2 separate regions of the Gossypium arboreum genome follow, and region 1 is linked to region 2. The links are chromatin contacts, called in public Hi-C maps. All regions are on one chromosome and are shown on one strand. Each heading gives the region's core, a stretch centred on a gene start, on an enhancer-like site or on the middle of the called end of the contact. The rest is flanking DNA. Distances are from core to core; before and after follow the strand shown. Region 1 holds the start of LOC108461471. Region 2 has its middle 3.8 kb from the start of LOC108461310.

Region 1 (2,700 bases), core at 48-2,547, 44 kb after region 2:
GATCCCAGGAATGAAGCTCCAGACCATACACAATCCTACACTTCAATTTTGCATAGAATGGCCACATTCAAGCTTGAAACACACACACTTTTGTGCTTTCAACCTAAAATTTCTACTGAGTCCAAAGATATATAACAAGAATTGCAAAGAACCAACGTCTTTCTTTCTACATGACTACATCTACCCAAAGCCACAACGAGTTATGCTGGTTCAAAGTTCATAACTAGATCCTCTCGATCTAAAGCAACCATTTTCTCAAACTTATTGTAACAATAAAAATCAGCAAGCAATGAATCATGAGAAAACAAGGAAAAAGGAATTCTCACTTCATAAGCATGGCGGATGCTCTTGAATAGCTCACTAGCTCGTGAATGCTTGCTCACATCGGGATGATACTGCCATCAAAACATGAAAGTACATAAACCATAACAAATTCATTTCATAGACTCTTCTTAACTAATATGTATATATATTGATCTCGACCGGAGCCTCATGTTCTTGAACTCTATCCAAAGATTCAAAGAAAAAACCATTTTTAATATATATATATATATATTAAGATAAGATTCATGCGAAAGCAGAACTGGACAAAATTAATAGTATAATAAAAAATTTTAAATTCAGAATCTATTTCTATAAATTTCCTTCACGAAGCATAATAAGTTCACTGTAATTCATATAGCTTCATAAATAAATAAATCATCGGTATATAACAAATTCAACCTCAGAGTAGCTCTAAAAAAGGATATTTTTCGAGCCTCCTATTACAAATGATCATTTCTAGATCACAAAGTTCTTAATAGTTAATTCACAAGATTTTGCAAAAGAAAATTTTAGACCTTAAAAACAATTGGCGGTGAAAAAAAAAATAGTCAAGCATAAATTGAGTTAAAGTAATTAAGAATGGAAAAAGAACAAAAAACGATTACCTTTCGAGCGAGAAGTCGATAAGCTCGCTTGATATCAGCGGAGGAAGCATTCCTAGCGACGCCGAGTACTGTATAATGGTTCTGCTTGCCGTTGATTCCAGTCGCTGGTGTGAACGATGATGATGGCGGTGGGACCCAGCGGTTACGATGTTCGCTCGGGTGTTGGTTGTAAGGGTGGCGCCAGCTGCCGCTGAACGGAGAAGCGGAAATGGAAGGGTTGCCGCCGTTAGCTATGAAGGAGAAGGAGGAGGAGGGGGGAAAGCCGTGGATGGGAGTGGGTCCCACCAAAAGGTGCCACTGCATTGTGGTTCATGGATTTGGTAATGAAATCTACGCCCCTTTTAAATGGCTTTTTTCTTTTTCGCGTTCTGGAGGAAGGAGCAGTTCAGTAAAGGAGGAATGGTAATTTGACTTGCGGGTGACATAGGATATGGTGAATGTCTCGGGCCAACCGTTTAGTGAGATTTTTTGACCCGATAATTGTGGTCTTAGCCCAATGTATTGTATAATTTTTTTTTGTTGTTGGTGAATTATAATAATAAGGTAAAGTCTGATCAATTAACGTAATTAATGTGACTCAAATTTAAATTATATTTGAGACGATAAACAACTTTGACCATCGATCATCACATAGAGTTTTAAGTGTATTAAATTTTATTTTTAAAATACTATTACATTTTAATTTTATATATATATATATATATTCAATAATATTAATAGAAAGTAAAATAGAATATATTGAAACTATAATTTATTTTAGTTAATGGAAGACATGAATAACACAAATTTTATAACTGAAATAAAAATGAAAATTATGAATTATGAATTATTAAAGAGTTAACAACATTATTTAATTTTTTTAAATATCTTAATATTTTTATTTATCATTTTTGTTGTTTTGGAAGGTGAGATATATCAATATTATAATTAGACTACTTAAATTTTACACTGATATAAGTAAATTTTATTATTATTAAAATTTGATTATTCATATTATTTGTGTTATTAACTAAAACTAAAATAAACAAGTTTTTTTCAAGTAAAATTTTAATTGATTTAACATTTCTATTATATTTATTTAGAATATTACTTTTTAAATATATATTTAAGGTTTAATTTTTAAGTAAATAAATAATTAAATAATTTTAATTTATTTAAACATTAATAAAATATAAAATATGATAATTCTATCATTAAATTTTCAATTAGACAAACAATGGAAATGTGTGTGACAAATGAAAATGTAATTCAAAATATCCAATAACTAAAATTTATAATTATTAATACTATAAAACTTATCTATATTGTACTAAAAACTTTTAATTGAATTTTTTGAGACAAAATGAGCTGAGAGTTGTTGAATTGCACTCGGCAGTACTAACTGCAGATTATCAATTGCACTCGACAGTACTAACTGCAGATTATCACTAAAGTGGTTTAATACTTGCAATATTTGAGTTAGCAATTTAATGATAAAAATTTTTGGACCTAATTATATGTTGTTATATTGAAGATACTTTGATCTAGACCTGATCATGGACCGTTTTCTAGGCCAGGGTCGGGCTACCTCAAAAAATGGGTCTAAAAGTTTGTCCAAGCCCAGCCCAGATAAAAAATGTTAAACCCGAGTTTGACCTTTTAGTATTAATTTTTTATATTATTTTTATATAAAAATAAATTTAAAAAATAGAATACATCAAATACACTAAAAACATTAAAATAAATATTTTCTAACAAACAAGGGTAAAACCAGGGGGGCTGGCAGGGCCTT
Region 2 (2,700 bases), core at 64-2,563:
CTTTACAAGCCTATGACCTTGCAAGACTCATACAATAGGGACTACATCCCTGATGTAGACAAAACACCTGTCTATTTGTACATCATATATATGTTAACTTATATGACAATCTATATTTACATAAAATGACATTAGTAGATCGACCGAACTCCAAAGAACACGAAACTAATATAAAAATGACACATGAAGTCTCAAGAGGATTGAAGATACCCTTAAAATCAAAGAACATGATCTCTCTCTCTTTCTCTCTCTCTCACTCTCTCTCTATCTATCTTCTCCTCTTGAACTCTAGCCCTCTTAAAAACTTAAATTCCAATCAATTATAATTATCTACTACTCTCCACTCACCAAATAAGCATTAATAAACATGCATAAATACTTGAGATAAACTTGAGAAAAAGATATCTAAAACATTAGTATAGAGCACAAAGATGTCTAAAACATGATAATAATAAAAATACAAAGATTTTGAAACTCATGCTTTATTTTATGCATTTCTCTAGTGAAATAACATCATATCTCCTTTTTTTTTCTTTCTCAAATAAACTGAAAGTGAACATGGAAAATAAGCAGCCAAAACTTCTCTTTTAATCAAAGTAACAGGAGAAAGAAAAAAAATATTTTATTATTATTGAAACATATTATTTATTATCGTTTAAGAGCAAAATAAGATTATAAAAGTAATATTCCAAGAAAATGTAATATAATAAACATATATTGATTTTCTTCAACTTATAATAATAAATATATATAATTGAAATGTTATAATAAATCAAAATAACTGAAGAATTTGATTCATAACTTATTATAATTTCGTTTTAGTTTAACTAAATTAACTATAGTCATTAAAAATAAGATAAAATTGTTAAATATATCATATTGTCAATGAATTGTAAGCTTACTTAAAAATATGATATTGATATTAATTGTGTATTCCAAAATCTTGATTAAGAATATAAAATTATTAATTTAAAATAATATTTGAAAATCAATTGTGAGGTCAATTGAGTATTAGCTTAATTGATATGAGCATTGTTGCTAATTTCAATGCAAGAGGACGTAGGTTCGAGTATATTGAAGCGCATTATCCTTTTATTTTTATTTATGAGTTAGGAGGGATTATAAATAGTTATAGACATTGTATCATAAAGAACAGATATGACCAAAACATATAATAAGACTATTAAAAAAATTAAATATGAGAGCTTACACCATAATCTCACATTACCCTAAAAATTTAAAATTCACTGAATCAAATAGACCCAAAAGGTCATATTTGGCTTGAGCCTTGAAGACTACTCTCTTAAAAGAACCCTTGAAAATAGGAGTAGCTTGATGACTACTCGTCCTCGAGGAAGCCCTTTTTCAAGAGACAGTGAGCAGAAGGTATAATAAATGGACCATGTGCATAGTTGGACTACCAACAAAGAGTTTTAATTCAAGCACTTTCTTTGGTGGTGAACTAACTCATCTTCATTGCATCAATGGGATGGGATGGCACAGCTTTGATTGCAAGCGTCCTTTTCTTTATTTACAAATCACTTAATTATTGACCATCTTTCAATTGCATATTTGTTTCAAGATCCTATAATAATAATAGTCTTAATCTCATTTTTCAATTTTAGTAATTTATTTAAATTTTCTTAAATATCAATAAAAACTTAGGTTGTAGGGATACTCCATTCCATAAATAAATCTATATATCTCTTATTTCATTTTAAATATGTAAATATAAATATAACAAAAATAATAAATATATCAAAATCTAATTATATCGTGTTAATCATATTTAAAAATTTTATATTTTTGTTGATTGAGTCTTGCTTGATTGACATGAGCATTATTACTAATGTAAAAGAATGTGGGTTTGAGTGCATTAAAATGCATTATCTTCCTATTTATAGGTCGGGAAAGGACTATAGGTAATTTAAACCAATTGAATTGAATTTTTAATAAATTTTCTTTTATTTTTATAATTTTTAATAATTTATTTAAATAAACCAATAATATGATGGATTTGATAACCAATTCTAATATGACAACTTTGCTTAGAATCTTACCCTTCCCAGGATTGGTATGTAGTTAGGTGCTTTCCACCCCTTTGTTATTTTTCTTTTCACTTTCAATATGTAATTCTTTTTCCCTTCACGTGAAAGCAACAGTTATGCTACAACTCACCTACCTAACTACAGCACCTCTTTCATTAACTTATCTTTTTCGCTTTTTATTTCCTTCATTGGACAATCAATATATAGATTGTAATTACAAATGTGCCATGCGTAAGGACCCTTTAGATGCACGTTTTCCTCTAGTATAATGCATTTAATTTTCTTTTTGTCTCACACTATAGTATTGTTATAATATTTAATCTTATCGTTATTATTATTTTTACATTAACCATATGTAAACCACCTATCCAAAGAAGTCCTAAGTCTTTTAAGTTGGTGGTTCGAGATTTTATGCACTTATGTTACTTACATAATATATATTACGTTTTACAGTAATACTTCTTGAGTTTTGCAAATTGTACCATTGTATTACCACCAAAGGAGGTGCCTTCCTTCATAAACTTTAGACGGCTCTCGACAAAAATTAAGGACAAAAAAACTCAAACACGAGAACAATATCTCTTATTGTTGGAGATCTAGTTGATTGTTCAAAAGCCTATACTTAAAAGATTTATCCTAAACATTAAAAAAT

What was found. Hi-C and Micro-C count contacts between places; a contact is called where the count stands out from the background.
Region 1: a contact with region 2 is called in a Hi-C map of leaf, with 1.9 times the contacts expected there. The contact joins the promoter of LOC108461471 here to the enhancer-like site in region 2. A contact is called at or near these places in 2 of 5 Hi-C or Micro-C datasets (both in leaf).

The regions. Positions count from the first base shown.
Region 1 is chr13:121,746,091-121,748,790 of ASM2569848v2, forward strand. LOC108461471 reads right to left here and starts at 1,298. Exons shown (of 3, transcript XM_017761327.2): 1 at 930-1,298; 2 at 327-395. The coding sequence starts at 1,232.
Region 2 is chr13:121,702,053-121,704,752 of ASM2569848v2, forward strand. No RefSeq gene overlaps it. Among protein-coding and RNA genes, the nearest start is that of LOC108461310, 3.8 kb to the right of the region's middle. Within about 2 kb of position 1,314, at least 2 of the 2 cell types and tissues checked have an H3K27ac peak or open chromatin away from gene starts, as enhancers often do. A contact at or near this core is called in leaf, where this site is marked.